Linked DNA regions of Macaca mulatta: regions 2 and 3 are each linked to region 1. Evidence: chromatin contacts called from public Hi-C data. All regions are on one chromosome and are shown on one strand. Each heading gives the region's core, a stretch centred on a gene start, on an enhancer-like site or on the middle of the called end of the contact. The rest is flanking DNA. Distances are from core to core; before and after follow the strand shown. Region 1 has its middle 93 kb from the start of CD83. Region 2 overlaps JARID2 (jumonji and AT-rich interaction domain containing 2). Region 3 holds the start of LOC144340631.

Region 1 (4,076 bases), core at 430-2,929:
AGCACTTTGGGAGGCCGAGGTAGGTGGATTACTGGAGGTCAGGAGTTCAAGACCAGCCTGGCTAACATGGTGAAACTCCGTCTCTAGTAAAAATACAAAATTAGCTGGGTGTGCTGGTGGGCACCTGTAATCCCAGCTACTCGGGAGGCTGAAGGCAGGGGAATCGCTTGAACCTGGGAGGCGGAGGTTGCAGTGAGCCAAGATTGCACCATTGCACTCCAACCTGGACAAAAAGAGCGAAACTCCCTTTCAAAAAAAAAAAAAAAGGAAGCAAGTTACTCAGCCGGCAGAGTCTAACTCAGAGTGGATCACTTTCTCTGAGCTGCCTGGCAGAGCCCAATTGTACCTGTGTGTCAGGCATGGTCCCCAGTGTCAGCAGACACACTGATCCTGATGGAGGGAAGTGCATATCGTGCAAGCCATTCCCATAAGCCACCGGACAGGTGTTCAACTGCCCTCTGGGGTAGCCTGACCCTGAATGAGTTTAAACAGAAACAAATAAAACCTAGGATCAGAACGTTCTTATATTGTACTTAAAGTGGTTAGCATTTGTGGTAGGTTATCAAAGAATATTGTACAACATCTTTCCCTAGGGAACTTTAAGAATAGGATGGCTAGATCCTGCAGTCTGAGATATTTTTGTCTCTATAATAACACCTTACCACGGTATCACAGCTTATAGGAAGTGCCTCGAGGTCGGGCATGGATTAGATACCCTCTGACGCCATCTGCTCTCTGGATTTGTTTCAGAGGAATGAAACACGAGATGGAAATGGAAATAGAGAGAGAGAGAGAGAGAGAGAGAGAGAGAGAGAGAGAGAGAGAGCGCGCTAGAGAGAGAGAAAGAGAGACCGATCCACGGACCCTATTAACAGGGTGAAATCTGCTCAAACTAGGAAACCAGAAGAGTAAGACCCTGATGGAAACCACGCCTCCCTGTCAGTTCTGGTTTTGCCCCAGTCCTTCAAAACGCCTCTCACAGGTTGTGCTACAGTCTTCTGCGTTCAGGGGTGGGCTGCTTTATGTCAACATGGTGGGATTACTGGAAAAGTCATTATTGGTACTTTTGGATGTGGCTTTTCTATTTAAAATAATTAAAACCAACGAAGCGTTTTCTTTCTGACCCAATTCCTGGCTGTCCTCTGCTTTGGTGTCTTCGTGCCAGCCTTGGGCTCTGGGAAGCTCTAAGGATGGAGCCTGTCTCCTCCACCTGCTACATGCAGGGCAAGAGGGCCAATGCGCAGCCCACCACGGCCAGGAGCCTCATTATCTTTTTGTTTTAATTCCCCTATGTGGATCCAAATGGCAGTCTAAGGCCCAAGGATTTGGCAAAGCAACAAGTGGCTGGAGTAGGGACAAACCGGACTCCCGGCGTCGCTCCCGCCTGCTTCCTACCCGCACCGCCGCCCACTGCCCCGTACAGGGGTCACAGCCGTGGAGCGTGGGAATGGGACAGTCCCATTTTACAACTCTTGTTCATCCCGCCTGCGGCAGGCGGCTCCCGACAGGGAAGAGCAACCCTTTTGGACTTCCCCACCCGCGGCCCCACCGAGCCCGTGGCGCGCCCACGCCTCCTCCCGGACCCCTCACCTCCCGCGCGCGGCGGGCGCACGCACCACCTGACTCGCGTTCTCATTGGCTGCTGCCTGTTGCTAACCCACGTGACCGGCGCCGCGCGCCCCGCCCCCGCGGGCTCTCGCTCGGTCGGCGCGTTCCTGCGGGCTTGCGCTGGCCGGCGTCGGGCTCCGAGCCGCGGGTCGCTCGCCTAGCCGGCTTCGCCCCGCCGCGCCGCTGCCGCTGATGCCCACAAGGTGGCAGTGCCGCGCTGCGTGTCCCCTCGCCCAGGTCCGCGCGAGCCGCGCCAGGCGGCCGGTGCCAGCGCAGCCTCCCGCGAAAGTTTCCCTGCTCCGGAACGGACCCGGGTGTCGCACTCTCCGAGCGGGCTGGTGACAGCCCTCCCGTTCGCGGGTTGCCTCGGGGCGATTTGCACTTCACAGCCCCGCTGGCGTCTCCTGGCGTCCCGAACTTGGGGCCTGTTATTAATGCAAGTCGATGTTTTTGTTTTGTTGTTTTGTTTTGTTTTAGGATCTGTACGCTAATAATTGATCCTAAAGAGGCAGGCAGACACCCCGACAGCGGCGCCTCGTCTCTCTTCTGGGCGTCCGGTTGAGCTTGCCTCACTGCAGAAGCAACCTACAGCCTCCCTTTGCGCTGGTGCAAAACACAAGCCAGCAGCCCTTCGGAGGGGCCTCCCCGCACGCGCCTCCTGGGATCCTGACTTGCTTAGGAAGAGGAGGGCACGGGGAGCCTCCTGCTCTGCAGCTGTCCCCAGGATGCCCTTAATTCCCGGGACAGGAGCGATAAGCTCGTCTGACCTCAGTTGACCTCGCCGCAGGCGCCAGGCGTCCTCATTTACTGCGAGGCATTGGAGAGTCTACTTTTCTCTCTGCTCCCTGGGATTTTTTTCCTTACGTCACTTTTTTTCCTTGTTGGCTTGTAGCTGGTCTGATGTCCCTTTACTACTGTCTAAACCGCCTCCTTCTACTCCCTGCTCCCACCTAGGCACGCGTTTGCCACTCTCTCTTTTTCCTTTAAAGAAAACATTCTGAGAGCCCTTTGAACCCAGCTAACCCTGGGAAAGGGCAGGTCCGTGGATGTGAAGGCAAGTCCAGGAACCGGGGCTGCACTTACCTACATGTGGAAAGGAAAGAGAAACACACCTTGCCAGCCCATTGTCTACACCACGAAGCCCGGATTCCATTCCCTGGTAGTCAGGCCTTTCACACTGGGCTACCCTCTAGGTAACTTCCAAAGATGCCCCTAGTCTTCTCCAGCCCCTGACAGGACACTAAAAGGGACTCTGTGTTCGTGACTGCTAGAATTTCTGCTGAGACCCTGACACAGAACAATATATGTGTCAAACAACTCCCACCTCCGTTCTCAAGTGAGGTATGGACCTTCTGTGGGGTATTAAGGGACTGACACCAGCCTCGCCTTGGGGCGATACAATAGGAGGCTAAGGATGCAGGAGAGGCTAGCAGTGAGTCTTTCTTTTTAGAGGGGTGTCTATATGCTGTGCTTCTTCACCTACCTCAAGATAAATGACCTGGGTTCCAGAGAACTCCCTGGAGAGCTTTAAGTGTCTCGTGGAGTTTGGGAGGCGTAAGGACTGATGTGACCTGCAAAGCAGACGGCTGTTTGCAGTGGCGAGAGAAGGCGGTATTTGAAGCTACCTCTTCTTCCAAGAGTCAGTGAGTCATACATGCACCAAGTCTCCCTAGGGGTAGGGTGGATCCACGTCCCCCCACCGGGGCGAGGTGAGCAGCACATGCCAGGACCTGAAGGTGACGAGTGAGTGCCAGCTAACAGGGGCTGCCCATGTTCCGGAGCTGCAGCTCATGAACTGGCAGCAATAGAGGAAGAGGATTGAGAAAACTCACAAAAGCATCCACAGAAGAGCCAGCGTGTACACATCTGCCACTCCCAAGGGCACCAGCCCCTAGATGCAACTGAATCCATCCTTGAAGAGCTTTGTTCTTTGGAACCTGAGAAACTGCTATGGTCTGAATGTTGATGTCCCCCCCCCCGAATTTGATTGTGAACCCTCATACTCAATAAGACAGTATTAAGAGGTGGGACTTCTGGAAAGTGATTAAGTCATGAAGGTGGAGCCCTCATAAATGAGATCAGTGCTTTTATAAAAGAGATAGAAGGAAACTGCCTTCCTCTTCCACCATGAGAGTACCCGTGGAAGGTACCATCTGTGAAGAACAGGCCCTCCCCAGACACTGAATCTGCCAGCACCTTGACCTTGGACTTTCCAGCCTCCAGAATCGCTCAGTGATTGGAGAAGGTGGAGGATCCAGGAAGCAGGAACAAACACTGACTGGGTCCCCCTCCCAGCCACATGCTTCCAGACTTAAGCCAACCTCCAGGTGTTGGAAGGAGGAGAGAAGTACTGATTTGAATGAGATGGTCACATTTCTCAGTTTGGTTGGACTGTATTTTGTAATAGTTGAAAAATGAGACAGTTTATGAGATTAACCAGGAAAGCTGGTCAATGAGATTTCATTCTG
Region 2 (4,076 bases), core at 886-3,385, 1.2 Mb after region 1:
AAGGGGCAGATAGCGTTTATTACTGCTGATACCTGTGTGCACTCTCAGTGTGTGAGTGACAGAACTAGGGGTGTTCAGGAAAACCACTAATCATACATGATTCTGAAACTTCATTTCTGGCCAACTGTTTATGTCTCAGGGTTTCTACGTTTCTTACTAACCTTGCTAAGAATTAGCATACATCAGAATATCTGCCTCAGGTCTCCTTTCCAGTTCTCTGCTCTGGGTGCTGTTGATCACTGAAGGAGCCAAAAGACGTGTCCCAGTAGAAGGAAGAGGAAAAGGGCCGAATAGTCATCCCCTGAATGTCCTTTAATTGATTCTGTATGACTTATGCTGCAGTGGGATGCATGCCAAACACTTGTTCACTGTTAACAGGAACATGCTGCACTGTAGAGCACTAAATAAGGGTCTGCTCTGGGGACTCACCTTGGGGGCTCCCCTGGGAACCATTGGAGAGCAACTCTTTTCCAGCCCTCTATGTTCTATAGGGAGTTGTGTATTGAGGTGACCCCACCCCTTCTTCCCCAGTGCCACTGGATTCTCGGATAGCCTCCTGTCTGTTGAGACATAGGAGCTAGCTCTGTGACCTTTGCTAAGAGACAAACTTGTTTTTAGCCACAGCTTCATCATCTGTTAAGTGGGGGAATTGTAGTAGAGTATCTCTGAGGCCCTATGTGTAATTCTGATTTTAAAGTGGTGGATATCAGCTAGACACTAAGGAGGACCATATTCTACCTTCCTGATGTCTGTGTGTGTGTGTGTGTGTGTGTGTGTGTGTTTGTATATGTATATGTATATATATTGATGTTTATACATTTTTGATGTAAGAAGTTCTGGCGTGTACATGAGCTTTAATGATTTACAAAACAAGAGTTGGCCATTGTGGAGAGAATATCCAATTGGCCTTGATTGCTTGCTAGCCTGGGTGACTTCACTCCTGAGCAAAGTTGACATCTACCTTCAGGATTTTTGTGAGGTATAAATAAGTTACTGTGTGTGTAGTATGAGAACCCAGAAGGGCCTAGTTAGATGGTTCAACAACTAGGAAACAAGAAGCTGGAAGTATTAGTAAGGCATGTTTCCAGTTCCTCTGAATGCATCTCAGGAAAACTTCCAGTGCTATGTGGGCTTGGCCACCGTCTTCCTCCCCTTGGAAGGGCATGAAGAGAGGCGTGTGGTAGTGTTGAGAGCATGTGTTTTGGACATTATCATTGCTGGTTGAAGTTCAAAGGCTTCAAGAGAATTGACTTTAAAAATCAAAAAGCTATAACATATGAAAGGAGATGTGTACTCCAGTTGTCTGAGGCCAGGGAGCTGGCCAGCCCTCAGTTGGATTCCTGCCTTTTTCACCCCTCCCAGCAGCTGCCAGACCACAGAGCCGGTTCTGTGAAAGATCCTCAAGAAACAATGAGAGAAAACAGCTTCTGTTTGATTAGATTAGATCAATTTATGTGCCTCAGGGAGGGGCCTGCGCAGGGCAGGGGGAGGGGTGCCCCTGTGTTGTTGGTGGGGGCAGCGGTGGCCCATGCGGTCACTTCATAAGTAATGAGGCTCCGTGGAAGCTGGAATTGGAGGGAGGGGGGAGGCGGGCTGGAGGAGGAGCATGTGGAAGGAGATTTCTGCAGTCTGTCTGGAGAGCTGCCCAGGTTTCCCAGCCAAAAAAACAAATAAAAATAAATAAAAGGCAAGTGCTGAATGACACAGATTATGATATTAAAAAGGGATGCCATTGAAACTGCGCCCTGGAGCCCGCTGTCCTTGGGGGTGGGGTGTGCTTGGCAATGGGGTGGGGGCATCTGACCGGCTGGGGACACAAAAGTGTGCACAATTAAACTGTGAATGTCCCCCTCCCCCCCATATGTCAGAAATTCTGTACTTCGGATTTGTCTGCATTGCAGGTTGGGGAAATGGCAGGATGAAAAGCTAGTGGCTCTTTTCCTTTTTCTCATTTTAATTTATCAGGGTAGGGGGAGCCAGCCGGAGACCCCTCCTCTTTGGTGTTCGATTCCCTCCCATGCACATAAATAACCTTCTCTCCTGGCTGCCTCCCCTCCCCCTCGGCCCCATTGCTGTTCTGGCCGTCCTATTGCCGCGCGGAATCTGCACTGCCGCTTGCTTATTACGTACAGGGGAGGATTGTTGACAAGTGCTCCGGAGCCTGCCTCACTGCGCTCTTCCTCCCTCCCTCCCTCTGTCCTTCTTCCTCTCTGTCTCTCTGCAATGATCCGGCTCTGAGGATGGCTGCTCCACGGGTCTGTCAGGTGCAGTTTTTGGTGGCTTATCTTGAGGAACCTGGGATAGAAGGTCTGTTCCTATAAATAAAAGACAAACCAAATAGCTCTAGATTTGTTTCAGGCTGGTATGGCTTTTGTTGGAGAAATAGGCCTTTGTGGGTTTCCCTGCTGGGGTCCTGATTAAATCCATTGTGGATGGCAAGGTGCTATATATATATGAGAGACTATGTAAAAAGTGTTGCGATTTGCTTAATATTAATATTCTTTTAGCTTTGATATCCTCCCTAGGGGCAATGGTGGCTCCTGCAAAGGCACTGTGGAAATTTACAAGAGAGAATTAATGTCGCTCTTAAAGCATTAAGCTCTGTTGACCATTTTGGCCAAATCTGCAGTTTCAGTCAGGCTTGTATGAATTTAGACATTTCTCTGGAGACTGAATGCCATCCAGCTATAGCTGGTCCCTTTTATTTTATTTCCAATTTATTTGATCATTTCCCAGCATTTAAAAATAAATGTTTGATTAAAGTTAATTAGTTCATCCTCACCATAGCTCTGGTTTCCTTCATAAACAGCATGTTTGCTTTCATTTCCATTAATCCTTTCTTTTTCTACCTCCATCTTCTTTCCTTGAAAGATGGAGGAAACTGAGGCATGCAAATAGATCCTGAGATCTGAAGTGATTCTAGATTGAGACCTAAAAGCTTTAAACTTCTAGTGCTCTTGATTCTTCTCCCGAATTTCATGCATTAATTCATGTCTGTGTTACTGTCTGTAAACACAGATGATTTTGAGGAACCTTCAATGTTTGGTGCCTCAAATCTTAGCAGATTCCATAGCCACATTCCTATAGTGATGCTTTCTGTACTGCTTCCATGCATTATATTTCAGTAGTGGAAAGAATGCTTCTCTGGTAGGCAGTAGGCCTTTCTAAAGTTATTTGTTGTCAGCAGGTTTTTTGTTTTTTTACTTTGAATGGACTACTTAATCCTTTCTGAATATATTCATCTGAAAAGTGGGAGGGCAGTTGATTTCTTGATATGTGAGTGAGGTAATAAGGAAACTGGGTAACTACTGTCCCTCCTAGTCATGCTACAAAGAAAACAGAACTTAGAACTTCCAAGAGATTCCTTTTATCTTAGGGAATGAAGGCAGCCCAGAGAGGTTTCAGGGCAAAGGGTGTGGCTGTTTATTTATGTACAAATTATGGTGTCAATCAGGACACAAAGTTTGTGGACCTTTGCCCGTTTATCATTACAGATTAGTACACAAACCGATAACTTTATGGCACTTGTCGATTGAGTAAAAGCAGCAGCTTTGCCTGTCATTGGAGAGCCTGGCTCAGATTGGATAGCTGGTTTCTTTTGGTACCTTACATTTGTGGGATAAAGATGATAGGAAGCTTTAGAGACCTAAATACATACACACTTGTAATTACTTGAAGGCAGAAGAGTATCATTAGCTATCTGTGAACGTGCTGTGTTCATGGACATCTCCCTTTGAGGAGTGCAAATTCTGTGAGATGAGAAATCAGATTTGGGCCTGTCAGTTTATCTGAACACAGGACTTTCCACATGTTGGGCTCATTTATCTGTCTTAGAAAAAATTCTCAAAAAACAAAAAAAATGCCCTTGTATTGCCGTCTCCTTCTTGGAACTGAGTTCCCTTGCTCTGCAGTGGTGCCATTGTTCTGCCGCTCATGGTTACACACCAGCCTAAGTCCACTGTTGCCTTGAGTCAGTTTCCTTCTGTAGGCAGCTTTTGACCTTGGAGGTGGTCAGTTGTGGGCCCTCTGTGGTGTGGAATTCTTTTCTTGAGCTGATGGAAGCTTGAGTTGCATAT
Region 3 (4,076 bases), core at 643-3,142, 1.0 Mb after region 1:
TTCAGGGCACAAAAGATCATTTATTTTTCCGATTGTGAAGTGAACATTAGATGACATTATTTCATTTCAGATTTTTTGAAAAGGTAAAAATAATTAAAAAAACCCTTTCGAAAAGGATTTTTATTTAGTTTACTGAAAGCTTCCAATAACGTGCCTAGTGTTAAACTACGTTAATGTTATTTATCACACAAGCCTCCCCACAGGTTTGATCACCACTAATCTGCAGATGAGGAAACTGACCAGCTCAGAGTGGCTCTCAGTTGCCTTTTGGGAAGTGGCCAAGGTGCGATTTGAATCCAGGTCTCTTACCTCCAGTTTCTGAGACCTTTCTAGACACCAAGGTTATCTCTTCAAATACTGCTGCAAGTAAACAGCTGTGTTACTCGAGTATCTAGACTTTTGAAGTAAGCAGACTCTAGGGAATGGGTAGAGTAAAATATATGGGTATGTGCTCGAGGGAGCGCTTCTGCCACGTTTTATTCCGAGGCTAGCCTGAGAGATCATGGAAAACATTGCTTCTCCAAAACCGCAGCGAAAAACAAGGAAATTAACAAGGCAGAATGGCGATGCGAGACTTGACAAAGTTGTTAATAAGGCGAAGGCCCAAAGCGCTATGCCAGGGCCTGCTACTTCATTTGTTTCAGCGATTAAACCTGCACGTCAGGGGGCTAGAGGCAGGTAAAAAGCAGGCTCTCGTGTGGCCCCGGCAGTTGATATTACTGGCACTCGGTGTTCGAGATGCTTCCTTACAGCTGCGTTTCTGTGCGGCTTGGTCTCCATATTCCACTCATTTTTGCCTCAACATTTCGTGGTATTTTATCACCAAATACGCCCGGCAAAGCAAAGATCCCGTTCAGTTTCTTTAAACACGGCTATCTTTTCTCAGGAGGCAGCCGCCAGGGCTTCACTCCTGGGCCATCAGCAACGTCCCCCAAGCGGGTCGGGCGGAAACGCGTTCGTGACCGAGGGGCCGCGTGCCGAGCTCGGGCGTGGGGGGGCGTGGCCCTTACACTCGGCGACCCCTGGCCACCGCCCACCCCGCGCGTGGGGGCGTGCGCGGCTGCGGGGCGCGGAGAGGAGTGACCTCGGACTACCCTAGGCGCCCGCAGCACGCTCTGTACACAGACGCGAGGCGCTGTCCTGAGGTGACACCGGCTGCACGGCACAAGCAGCAGGCGCCGCCGATCAACTAGTTCGCACCGAGGATTCCTCTTGGTGCGTGGCCCAGTTTTCCTTAGGACGGGCTCCAACCCCTCCCTGACACCGCCCCCCTCGCCGCCACGCTCCGAGGCCTTCCCCGGGGAAGCCTCGCGTCCCTCCCCCGCGGCTCCGGGCCGCACGCGCGCGATTCCTCGATTCCACAGGCGGTTCGCGCCGCGGGTGGGGGCGGGGCGCGCGGGGAGGGGGCCGGCGGCCGCCAGGGGAGGGGGGCCGGGGCCCAGGGGACGGAGGGGGGCCGGCGTGGGGAGTTCCTCGCTCGCGGACCACACGCTCCGCGGGCCAATCCCGAGCCAGCCTCTAGCAGTGTCGCACGCGGGACACGTCCAAGCGTTTGTTGGCACGGCCGGTGAGGGGGAGGGGGCGAGGAGGAGGGAGGGGAGTTGAGTGACAGGCTTTGCGGGGCAGGCTGGGAATTGTAGTTCCCAGCTTCCGTGGCCATAGCCATTTTGTAGTCGGGGGACTACAACTTCCAGAAGATCAAGGGGACCATTCTAAGGTGCCCCGGGAATAGGCGGCTCTCCCCGGGGCCGGGCGTCCTGGGGCACTCCTACCCAGCAGCCCGGCTGCAGGTAGACGCGAAGGCAGTGGCGGGGGCTGGCGTGGGGCGGTCGTGGGGTGAGCGGCAGGCAGGGGAAAGGGGGTGAGGTGGAGCGACGGAGCGTGCCATGCATTGAGCTAGGGAGCCTCTCTCAATTCCACGCCTGGGCTCGGCGTGGGAGCGACGCCCGAGGGCTTGCCTGGGAGGGGTTCGTCGAGGTCGCTCGGGTGTCTGGTTGGCCAGGCTGCGGGGGTGCCCTGGACTGGGCCAGGGGCGGTCGGCACCGGGCTAAGCGGGCGCCTGGCGGCTGAGCGGTGGGAGTTTTCGGCTGGCGCCCGGCGGGGAATTATCCGAGGAGCCCTAACTTGTATAAAAGCAGAGTCCATTTAAAGTTGGGCTGGATAGCCTCTCTCTCATTGGTTAGGGGGCTTGGAAAAAAGAGACTCGGCGAGCCCTCGCTGTGGTGCTGCCGCCGCCGCCGCCGCCGCCGCCGCCGCTGGAGTTGACTCTTCTGCTCGCACTGCTGCTGCAGCACAAACGTGACTTCCAACATTTTTTATTTATCTTTCCCTTTTCTTTTCCAAGATGTAACTACGGATCAGACACTAAGGACCTTCACGTTTCGCTGATGTAGTTTTTGGAGGAAAAAGGGGGGGGAGTGAAGGGCGTCGGTTTTTTTTTGTGTGTGTGTGTATGTGTTTCGGGGGAAATTTTCCATTATGAGTGTTTTACTAAAGTGAATTTTTTTTTGTTTGCTTCGTTCGTCTTTGGCTCTTTTTTTTTCCTTCCCAATTTCGGATTTATTTCAAGGCGAATCTGGCTTTGGGGGAAGAGGAAGAAAAGTCGGATTACAAGATCAACCACCACCAACAACAATAAAAACCACCAGGATATTTTTTTGCAAATTTCTGACGGCTTTAAATTCATGAAGCAATTGTCCCCTTTTGCAATCAGCATTTGGATCTCAGAATGAGCAAGGAAAGACCGAAGAGGAATATCATTCAGAAGAAATACGTAAGTGCTCCTAACAACACATCCTTTGACTTGCAGTTTTAAGCAATGGCTGTGAATGTCAAGTTTATAGATAATTCTGCAGCTGAAGGGTTTTAAACACAGCGTCCGATAAGGCTGTTTCTTTCTTTTCTGAAAGAGGGCTTTTCAAGCGAAGTGGTGTCTGCCTAGTTTGGTTGAAAAAACAGATTGGTGTAGAGATACCTCAAGTGAATAAATTGACCTCGAATGACACAACCATAATCTAGTTTTAGATGAAAGGCAAGGGATTTTGGTGGAGCTTGAGGTGGGGGGGCGGCTGCGGTAATGTAACTAAACTGCATTCTCAAGCGGATTTGGCCCCGTATTGCACTTTGCATGCAAATGAGCCTGTGTTATTATTATTAATGTTATTTGGAAAAATCGTGTAACTCATGTGTGTTGGAAGCCCTTTAAGTTGCGATGGAGGGTCCGATTATGGCGATCTTCTCTTTGCATTGGCACATCAAATTTAACGTCTGTGGTCGTTTTGGCTTATCTGGTTTACAACATAAACCAGTTGGGAATCATGTTACAGCGAATGCATTTGTTGGGATTGACTTTAATAATGAGGCTGGTTTTGTTTAAAAAATTCATGATTTCCAGTTGTAGGGGAAAAGGACACACACTATGGCTAATGTTTTTAAGTGTGTACGTGAATGTATATGTAAGTAACTACAAATATTTTCTCCCTGTTAACTGGGCTTCTGAAATTGGGTGATTATTCACAGATTTAAATGGCTTGGAATAGTTAAATTTGTTTTGTGCATAGTACAGCTACGTTTTGATTGGCATGGGGAGTGTTTTTGTTTTGTGTGTGGTGGCTTTTTTTTTTTTTTTTAAGTTTGAGGGGAGGGAGGAAGGGGGGACCGAGCGATTAACCAAATATGCACTCGAGTGATCTGTGATCAGCGGCATGCTTTAAATTAAATAACTCATTTTTTTCAAAAAAGGCCAAATGAACATACCTTAGGGATAATGCAACGTAAGAGGAAAGTTTTATTTAAGTTGGGTAGACAAATTGGTGTTAATATTTTCCCTTTTTGATCATTGTGGTGTGTGTAATGAGAGATGACCTTCGGGGCACTGGTTTTGTAAAAATATATTTAATGGAAAAGCTGAATGCTTCTTCAAGAGAGCTGATCCTTATCTAGACACGTCAACTTCAACTATGAAAGAAATGCAAGGTTAAATAATCAAGCCCAACTTAGAATGCTGTTCCATAAAGAATTTAAGAATTAAAATACATCCGCATTGCAGAGGGCTGGGTAGAATGCAAAGGACTAGT

The links. Hi-C and Micro-C count contacts between places; a contact is called where the count stands out from the background.
Region 2: a Hi-C map of fetal cortical plate shows a contact between it and region 1, with 2.8 times the contacts expected there. The contact joins two enhancer-like sites. A contact is called at or near these places in 3 of 14 Hi-C or Micro-C datasets (fetal cortex germinal zone, fetal cortical plate and liver).
Region 3: a Hi-C map of fetal cortical plate shows a contact between it and region 1, with 4 times the contacts expected there. The contact joins the promoter of LOC144340631 here to the enhancer-like site in region 1. A contact is called at or near these places in 4 of 14 Hi-C or Micro-C datasets (fetal cortex germinal zone, fetal cortical plate, fibroblasts and 1 more).

What each region holds. Positions count from the first base shown.
Region 1 is chr4:168,913,339-168,917,414 of T2T-MMU8v2.0, reverse strand. No RefSeq gene overlaps it. Among named protein-coding and RNA genes, the nearest start is that of CD83, 93 kb to the left of the region's middle. Within about 2 kb of position 1,679, at least 20 of the 40 cell types and tissues checked have an H3K27ac peak or open chromatin away from gene starts, as enhancers often do. A contact at or near this core is called in fetal cortex germinal zone and fetal cortical plate, where this site is marked.
Region 2 is chr4:167,719,775-167,723,850 of T2T-MMU8v2.0, reverse strand. The region is part of intron 3 of JARID2 (jumonji and AT-rich interaction domain containing 2); the gene reads left to right. Among named protein-coding and RNA genes, the nearest start is that of JARID2, 160 kb to the left of the region's middle. Within about 2 kb of position 2,135, at least 16 of the 40 cell types and tissues checked have an H3K27ac peak or open chromatin away from gene starts, as enhancers often do. A contact at or near this core is called in fetal cortical plate, where this site is marked.
Region 3 is chr4:167,876,347-167,880,422 of T2T-MMU8v2.0, reverse strand. It overlaps LOC144340631, which reads right to left and starts at 1,892. Exons shown (of 2, transcript XM_078001061.1): 1 at 1,773-1,892; 2 at 5-1,712. The coding sequence starts at 1,892. The coding sequence ends at 873. JARID2 (jumonji and AT-rich interaction domain containing 2) reads left to right here and starts at 1,616. Exons shown (of 19, transcript XM_078000932.1): 1 at 1,616-1,790; 2 at 2,570-2,773. The coding sequence starts at 2,729.